Linked DNA regions of Mus musculus: region 1 is linked to region 2. Evidence: chromatin contacts called from public HiChIP or PLAC-seq data. All regions are on one chromosome and are shown on one strand. Each heading gives the region's core, a stretch centred on a gene start, on an enhancer-like site or on the middle of the called end of the contact. The rest is flanking DNA. Distances are from core to core; before and after follow the strand shown. Region 1 has its middle 14 kb from the start of Ddit4. Region 2 overlaps Mcu (mitochondrial calcium uniporter).

Evidence for each region. HiChIP or PLAC-seq counts read pairs in DNA pulled down with a chosen protein or histone mark.
Region 1: a BATF HiChIP or PLAC-seq map of CD8 T cells shows a contact between it and region 2, with 6 read pairs. The contact joins two enhancer-like sites. A contact is called at or near these places in 2 of 115 datasets of contacts at active chromatin or transcription factors (CD8 T cells and bone marrow-derived macrophages).

Annotation. Positions count from the first base shown.
Region 1 is chr10:59,934,950-59,939,801 of GRCm38.p6, forward strand. No RefSeq gene overlaps it. Among named protein-coding and RNA genes, the nearest start is that of Ddit4, 14 kb to the right of the region's middle. Within about 2 kb of position 1,347, at least 25 of the 459 cell types and tissues checked have an H3K27ac peak or open chromatin away from gene starts, as enhancers often do. A contact at or near this core is called in CD8 T cells, where this site is marked.
Region 2 is chr10:59,576,810-59,581,217 of GRCm38.p6, forward strand. All of the region lies in intron 1 of Mcu (mitochondrial calcium uniporter), which reads right to left. It overlaps Gm40671 (a long non-coding RNA gene), which reads left to right. Exons shown (of 2, transcript XR_871744.3): 1 at 1-1,969. Among named protein-coding and RNA genes, the nearest start is that of Gm40671, 3.6 kb to the left of the region's middle. Within about 2 kb of position 1,847, at least 219 of the 459 cell types and tissues checked have an H3K27ac peak or open chromatin away from gene starts, as enhancers often do. A contact at or near this core is called in CD8 T cells, where this site is marked.

The DNA.
Region 1 (4,852 bases), core at 97-2,596, 360 kb after region 2:
CCCCCCAGAGCTGAGGATTGAACCCAGGGTGGAGCCCTTGCTAAGCACGCTCTACCACAAAGCTAAATCCCCAACCCCACATTACAGAAATCTTGAGAGCAGGTTTTGTTATCATAAACATGGTTTATTGTTTAACCATGCGTCCTGCATTTATATTCAAAGCCCCCCCATGAGCTTGTGTGTGTGTGTGTGTGTGTGTGTGTGTGTGTGTGTGTGTGTGTGTGATATGATATTACTAGCCCTCAAAATCTCCTCATGGATTATCTCATTTAACTCTTATAGCTCCTGGGACAGATTTTATTTTCCTTGTCTTATAGAGCAGGAAACTGAGGCCTGGGAAGGGTAGGACGCTTGCCAGATGTCAGGAAGTCTAGCTCCAGATTGTACCCAGTCTTCTACCGTTTAGTATAGTGACTGCACAGAGCTAACAACTGTTTGGTACATCCATGCAAGCGTGTACACCTGCACCCCCTTCAGCTCATGAGGGAGGCCTCGAGGACCACCCCACTGTACAGAGGAGAATGGAAGTGGCTGGTGACTGACAGTTTCAGGATTCATCCCAGTATCCCAGCTCAGACCAGCTCAGCGACCAGAGTCTGTTTAGTGGCTCCCAGAGACGTGCAGCACCGTGGGCTAGAAGCGGGAGATCCGGGGAACAAACTTCACCTCAGGGCTAGAGAGATGGCTCAGCGGTTAAGAGCACTGACTGCTCTTCCAGAGGTCCTGAGTTCAAATCCCAGCAACCACATGGTGGCTCACAACCATCTGTAATGGGATCTGATGCCTTCTTCTGGTGTGTCTCAAGATAGCTACAGTATATTCATATACATAAAATATGTCTTGTTTTGTTTTGTTTTGAGAAAATAAATTTTAAAAAAATTTCACCTTCTTTCCTTCCTTCCTTCCTTCCTTCCTTCCTTCCTTCCTTCCTTCCTTCCTTCCTTCTTTCCTTCCTTCCTTCCTTCTTTCCTTCCTTCCTTCCTTCCTTCCTTCCTTCCTTCCTTCCTTCCTTCCTTCCTTCCTTCCTTCGCTTGTCTCTTCTTCTGACCTTCTCTTTTCTCTCTTTCCTTCCAATCATTCATTTAGCCCCTGAGAACCCACTAAGGAAAAAACCCAGGGAGACTTGAACAAATATCCCCCCAAAGAGCCAACAGTCTGTAAACAAGCTGGCCATGTAGTTCAGAGGTAGAGCAATTGTCTAGGCTATGTAAGGCTCTGGATTCCACCCCACCCCTGTTCCTGCCCCAGCCTCTGTTTCTGGTTTTGAGTGTCTGGGGGGTGGGACCTGTGCAGAGTCTGCTGCCATTTAAAGCCTTTCCCTTTTCCTCAGCACAGCTGGGGAGAGACTGACCCGAGGTCAACCCAAGAACAATCCCAGCCTTACTTCAGAGCTGAGTCTCCCGCCACCAGGCTGGAGATGCAGAGAGAGCTGGGGAGGTCCTTTTGGGTTGGTCTGTGCTGCACACAACATTCACAAGGCCTCTTGCTCTTTGACTCCAGCCTCAAGCACAAGAGATAACCAAGCCTCCATCCCCAGTAACCAAGCCACGGCAGCAGGAAAGTGGGGAAGGCCACCCCTTAGGGCAGGGACAGGCCAGCTGATTTCAGGACTCCTTAGCTGATGGCAATGCAAACTAAGGAAGAGTCAAAACTGGAAAGGCCTCTTAGGGGTTGTCTCAAAATGACTTTGTGGAGCCTCAGTCTCCCCATCTGAGTGTAGTGAAGCAGTTCCTGAAGCCCATCTGTGGGGACTTCGTAGGGTCTGTGAATGCCCCGCCCCCATTTCCTCACTTCCTGGATCTTCATCTCCAGCGTGCTGCCCAGTTTGCAGAAGCAGAGACAAGGCTCAAGGGCTTGCCTGCAGCCCGGCATGAGAACCACATCGAGGGAGGGGCTGGAGGGATGGCTCAGTGGTTAAGAGCACTGGCTGATCTTCCAGAGGTCCTGAGTTCAAATCCCAGCAACTACATGCTCACAACCATCTGTAATGGGATCCAATGTCTTCTTCTGGTGTGTCTGAAGACAGCGACAGTGTACTCATACATAAAATAAATAAATAAAAATTAAAAAAAAAAAGAAATAAAGAAAAGAATCACATTGAGGCTGGCAGGAAGACTCTGTGATAACACACTTGCCCTGGAAGCACCAGGATCAGAGTTCGGATCCCCAGAACCCAACTACAATCTGGGCAGGTATGGTGGTCACCCAGATCTCAGAAGACAGACACAGGAGACCCCTGGGGCAAGCCAACTAGCTGAGACTAGCTGGAGCTGGTGAGCTTTGGGTTCATGGAGAGACTGTCCCTATAGATATAATGGAAAGTTACTAGAAAAGACACCTGGTATCCACGTCGGACCTCCACACACAGGCATCCATGTGTGTGCACACGCATACACAAATATGCATACACATGCATGTGTCTTTATTTTTATTATTTTCTTCTTTATAAGCAAGGTCTCATGTGTCCCAAGTGAGTATTGAACTCACTATGAAGCTAAGGACGGCCTTGAACCCCTGACCCTTCTGCTTTCACCTCTCAAATGCTATGCTTACAGTCACCAACCAACAGACAAGTCCAATTTTATTTTATTTTTTTTAGATTTGTTTATTTATCTTATGTATGAGAACACTGTCGCTGTCTTCAGACACACCAGAAGAGGGCATCGGATCCCATTACAGATGGTTGTGAGTCACCATGTGGTTGCTGGGATTTGAACTCAGGACCTCTTGCTCTTAACCACTGAGCCATCTAGCCAGTAGGCCAATTTTAATTTTCTTTCTTTTTTGTTGTTGTTGTTTTTGTTTTTTGTTTTTGTTTTTCGAGACAGGGTTTCTCTGTATAGCCCTGGCTGTCCTGGAACTCACTCTGTAGACCAGGCTGGCCTCCAACTCAGAAATTCGCCTCCTCTGCCTCCCAAGTGCTGGGATTAAAGGCGTGCACCACCACGCCCGGCTCAGCCTTAATTTTCTTATTAAATAACATTATTCTAGGGGCTGGTGAGATGGCTCAGTGGGTAAGAGCACCCGACTACTCTTCCAAAGGTCTGGAGTTCAAATCCCAGCAACCACATGGTGGCTCTCACAACCATCCGTAATGAGATCTGACTCCCTCTTCTGGAGTGTCTGAAGACATCTACAGTGTACTTACATATAAAATAAATAAATCTAAAAAAAAAAAAAAAAAGGTCTTTCTAGAGAGTGCTCCCTCTCCTAGAACAAAAAAACAAACAAACAAACAAACAAACATTATTCTATTGCTTTCTATTGCTGTGGGCAGGGAGTATCACACACATGCCATGGCTTAGGGCAAGTTTTGGGAAGCTGGTTCTGTTTCCCCCATGGTTTCCAGAGACCAAACCTAGACATTGCCCACCAAGATGGTACACCAGGCCATCAGCCACTCTGTTTAAATCAGATCAGTGCAATCCAAGCTGACTTCAAACCCACAATCCTGCCACTGTGCCTTGCCTTATTTTATTTTTGAGATGGAATCTGGCTAGATGTCCCTTGCTAGTCTCAAACCCCTAGACTCCAGCAATCACTCCGCCTCAGCCTGCTGAGTAGCCGGCACTCATCCATCAGCCTACGCAGCATCTACCAAGCCTTGGCTGTATGCCGTAAACTGAGAGGAGCCTAAGAGAGAAAGCAATGAAGGAGGTCTGTCCCTACCTATAGAAATGTGATCCCAGCAGGGAGGAGGTGACACACAGGAAGTAAGGTTTAGATCACGGGCTCTCAACCATCCTAACCCTACAACTCTTCAACACATACAGTTGCTCATGTTGTGGTGACCTTTGACCATAAAACTATTTTCATTGCCACTTCGTAACTATACTTTTGCTAGTTATGAGTCGTAATGTTTCCTGGAATCTGAATTTCCTGGAAGTCTTAAGTGACCCCCATGAAAGGGTCCTTTGACCCCTAAAGGGGTCGCGACCCACAGGTTGAGAACCACTGGTTTAGATAGTCACAGTGACTAGGTTTGGCAGATTTGGCTGATGCAGATCAGGAGGCTGCCTTGGGTCCCCCAGAAAAGGATCCTGACTAGCAAAGGACTGAGTAGGGGGTGGAAATGAGGAAGCCTGGGTCCCAGACCTCAGTGTGTCTGGCTCAGAGAAGTCAGAGCTGCTGCTCAGAACAGCTCCATCTATCCAGGTGATTTTAAGGCTCTCAGTGTCCTGCCTGACAGGAGTATCCTTGTCCTAGGTGCTTTCCAGCCCCACCCACTTTCCTGGAGCCCAAGTCACCCATTGCTCCTGCCAGGTGTGTCCTGGTGTCACTCTGAGTAACCCCAGGACCAAGGTGAGCCCACCTGATCTTGATTCAGATTGAGTCATCTTACTTCCTGCTCTGACATCTGGGGGAGTGGCAGGTCCTCATCATGACTTCCTCTGTTGAACCACCTCTATGTCCTGCAGGGGAGATGGTGGAGCCGAAAGAGACCCCAGCCACTCTGATTAACTTGCTCTGACAGCTCAGTAATGATCCAGACACACCCCATTGCTAATAGAAAAAGGGCCTGACCTGGGGGAATACTGCTTCTTTCTTCTCCCCCTCCTCCTCCTCCTCCTCCTCCTCCCCCTCCTCCTCCTCCTTCTCCTCCCCCTCCTCCTCCCCCTCCTCTTCTTCCTCCTCCTCCTTTTCTTCTTCTTCTTCTTCTTCTTTTTCTTCTTCTTCTTCTTCTTCTTCTTCTTCTTCCTCTTCCTCTTCTTCCTCCTCCTCCTCTTCTTCTTCTTCCTCCTCTTCTTCCTCCTCCTCCTCCTCCTCCTTCCTTTTACTTTCCATATGAGAAAACCAACATTAAAGAAACAATTTTTCAGTTTAAGTAAGCAAGCCCTCACTCCTAGTTGAG
Region 2 (4,408 bases), core at 597-3,096:
AATTAACCAAAAATTAGCCAAACACTTTCTCCTCCTACCATGGTATATCAGACATCAAACAGCAATGCCTGAACTATCTACTGTTGGGACTGCTAAATGTCTAGCCTAAAATAACCAAAGGAAAAGGGGCATACTGAAAGCCTCCTCACTCACAAATTAGTGCAAATTTTAAAAGCCTATGAGAGCCCCGCTTTGCTGTAAGGCTTTTTTTTAAAGATTATAATTTAATGACAACAGCTCCCCCTTCTCTGTCCTCCAAACTCTCCCATACTCTCCTCCTCTCCTCAGTCTCTGCTTTGATGTTTTTCTGTATCAGTTAAAAAAGCCTAATTCCAGGAGCCAAGCATGTCCTCACAGCCGTGTTACCCAGGGCTGCAGAAGGCAAGAGCAAAAGGATTGAGAGTTCAAAGACAGCCTAGGCTACATTAGTGACGTTTTGTGTAAGACAAAAAAGAGTAACTTAATTATTTTTAATTATAAAACTACAATCCAGGATAACTTCCAAAAGAGTGGTAGGGCATAACATCTCCTTCTTTAAAAAAATTGTGTGTGTGTGTGTGTGTGTGTGTGTGTGTGTGTGTTTAATGTATACTTTTTTTTTTTTTCAGGAAGGGTGTCATGTAGCCCAGGCTAACCTCAACCTCCTATTGCTACTGCTCCTGCCTTTTAAGATCTGGGATTTCAGGCAAGTGCTACCAGGCCTGGCTCTGAAATTTGAAAGCGTCCTAGGGACACATAAAAAAATCTGAAAATTGATCTGGGGTAAACACTTTTATTCCATCTCTCAGCCTGCTTGCCCATCCTGTGCATCTGCAGCAATGCCAGGACCACTGAACCTCTTAACTAAACAGGAAGAGCTGCTAATAATGATTTTCATAAGACCTACAAACACTCAATGTGCCCCGCATTCTAGCACATTGGTGACGTTCACACCAATCTGCTGCTTGCCAGACTCATCTTTTTAGTTTTCAAATTCCACGTCAAGTAACAATAAAGCCCCCTAAAATTTTTAAGTAAAATTGAGAGGCCTGAGCCACTTAAATAACCCCAAATCCTAAACTAACACTTAGTAAGATTAACAGTGGAGGAAGAGGGTGTGGCTTGGGGTTGGTTCCATTTACAACCTATTGACTGAAGTATCTTAGCAACACTTTCCCTAAACACTCCCAGAAGGCAAGAGTGGGTCAGAGTCCCGCTTACTCAATATGCATTAAGGGGCCAGCCCTTGGTCTCTGAGGATGTAACAGAAGCCATCTGAGGGACAGCAAAGATGTCTGCTTTAGCAGGAAACATTTTCACGAGAGATAGCAGCCTTTTCTCCCACTCGCTTCCTTTTAGAACTAGCATCCTCTGACATTACAGCCATGCTAGGCAGCAGCAGTCAGGGAGGAAATGAATCACAGAAATTAGTCAGGATTTCCTATTTAGTTACTTAATAATCCAAACCCGGAGGCAGGAGGTAACCCTGAGCAAGCAGAGCGATCTGCCAAAGCCAGGCTTTTTCTAGCACTTAAACAAGCTAAAGGCAAAAGGGAAACGCGCATATCCAAACCCAACGTCCACGTGTGCACTTGGGTCTGAAAGCACATGTAGGCACACACAAGAGGATGTGTCTTCCTGCCCACCACAAAGGCTGATGGCTGACATTCTTGGAAGACAGGCTAACAGGAGAGAGGCAGAACATGTATATTTCATCATAATTTTACAGAATTGAAGACCCAAAGACCAAACGAGAACCACACATTTTTTTTTTAGGCTTAGGTTTGCTGACTCACAGACAGCCATGTTGAGTTATGAGTAGACCAAAAGGTATGACGGAAGGCTAAAGACCACAGCCTGCCCAGATGTTTCTTTTCCTCCCTGTGTAGTACTTTGCCCTCCCAAGGCTGGGACAAGACCGCTGTGAGCTGGTCTACATGGCCTTATCTTTATGGCTAGCAGAAGGACAGATCAGCAGGGGAAGATTAAGGTAATATTTGTAGGTTTTATGGCTGGCTTTGGAAGAAAGGGCTCTGGTTTCTGTGACCTCGCTTGGGGAGGAGGAATGAATTCTAGTTTCTGTGCTTTGCCTTGGGAGAGAATGAGGGAGGGATGACACACAGGAAAAAGACAGGAAATGAGCGAGAAACCTTCGCACACTGTTTTCTGAGCTCCAGCATATGAAAAGGCTGATACACCTAGAGATTTCTAGTCACTGACTATGGTTTGGATTGTTTTTTTTTAGGAACTTCGAGGAACAAGCTGTGTGTTTCTGTTGGTACACAGGTTTTTAGAGACACGGTCTCATGAAACCCAGGCTTACTACTGAGCTGAGGGTAACTTTGAACTTCTGATTTGCCCGTCTCATTTTCTGCAGGACTATGGGCAACACCAAGCCTACTTTATGCCAGGCAGGACATTGAATCCAGAGCTAGGCAAACTCTGGGATATATCCTCAGACCTAAGTTCTTTATGTTGTAACTGTTTTAAAGTATTATTGTTTATTTGCAAAACAAGAGCATTGCTTTACAACTGTTTTTTTATAGAGTAATATATATTCACTATAAAAGCTAAAATTGCATGCAGACATACATAACAGAAAATGACTTTTCTGCAGTCCCATTAACTATAAATGCTTTAAACTCAAAACTGTGTCATGTTCTATTATTATAAACTCTCAAACGTGCAGGATTCACAAGGTATTATGCAGACTCAAGCACATTCTCTGCCTCTGCTGGGAAACTATTGGTGTTAAAACAGTCTAGCAATGCACAGCACACACTCGTCACAGCTGGTGCTTATAAGTCCTGTGACTAAGACCTGAGTACCAAGGCAGACCACTAAGTTCTGAATCTAATAGTGAGTGGCTACTACCTTCCTATAAAATTATCCTCTTTTTTTCTTCTAAATACACAAATTCTAAATATTTAATCCTTAAAATATACTGGTACCCAGCCATGGATACAGTGCGGCAGCTGGATCACAGTCCATGTTCAGTATGTTATACTTCTCTTAATAGAGGCCAAGTTGGTCTGTGGTCTCACTGTCATAGGAGATGTGAGGAGGACACTCACATGTCATTGTCAGATGTTTGTCACATTGCAACTGAACCACGTCACATTCCTTTACAGTTACAGTACCGTGTGAGGATCACACATGGAATTTGACATCAGTGATTTCCACAGCTTGATGAATACAGTCTATCCAATAACTAGTGTCAATCTCTATTTGGAAAATGCAAAACTGACAACTCCCTGTCATTTATGGATTTGCCAAGCAAGTCATTAATATTCCACCCATGTTATTAGTAAAAATACTGCACAGTAAAAAAAATAAATAAAACTACTTAGTTATAAATGGGGATAAAAAAATGATAAATGACACAGTATCCATGGGCCTTGGGCACATTATGCTCTGTAGAATAGGCCAGAACCAGAAAGATAAATATTTTTTTTTTTAAGATTTTTTATTTATTATTATATGTAAGTACACTGTAGCTGTCTTCAGACACACCAGAAGAGGGAGTCAGATCTTGTTACAGATGGTTGTGAGCCACCATGTGGTTGCTGGGATTTGAACTCTGGACCTTCGGAAGAGCAGTCGGGTGCTCTTACCCACTGAGCCATCTCACCAGCCCCAGAAAGATAAATATTATAAGATTCTTCTTACATAAAATGTGTAGACTAGGCAAATTCCTTGAGATGGAAAGTAGAGTAAAGGTTACAAAGATGTGGAGGGAGAGGGAGTCTTTGATGAGTGAAGTTGTTACTGAGGCTATGGGAACATTTTGTAAACAGAGAGTGGTGAGGGTGAATTTCTTGTCACTGAACTGTACACTTGCAAATGTTAAAGAGACTGCATGCATTTTATCACAATGCTTGTCCAATGGAGTCATTTACTGGTCTAGATGGCAACTTAGATGAGTCACAAGGTTACCATGCTAAGAGAAAGAAGGTAATCTCACAAGGTTACGCATTGTGTGATTCTATATTTATAACACTCTTGAAATGACAAATCTGTAAAAAAAAATGTAGAACAGATTTGCAGTGGAAAAGGAGAAGGGTAGGTAAGACATTGGTGTGGTTACAGACCGATCTGAGCAGGAGGCTTCAGGTGACAGCCTGGTTCTGTACCTTTCTGCTCCTTCCTGAGGTGTGGTCTTTTGCTGTGTATTGTAATGGTAACTAGTGGCCTCCAAGGCCAGGTGGCTCGCAAGGATGAGAATCCAACCCTACAATGGGACCTTGCTCCTTTAATTTAAAACTATTGGCTAAATAAAGATGCCTATAGCCAATAACTGGGCAGAAAAGAGGTAGGTAGGGTTTGGGTTCCTGGGCCTGGGGTCTGAGGAGACCACAAGGAGAGAAGGAGAGAAGGAGGGAAGAGGAGAAGACACCATGGGTTAGGTGAGTCATAAACACACGGCTAT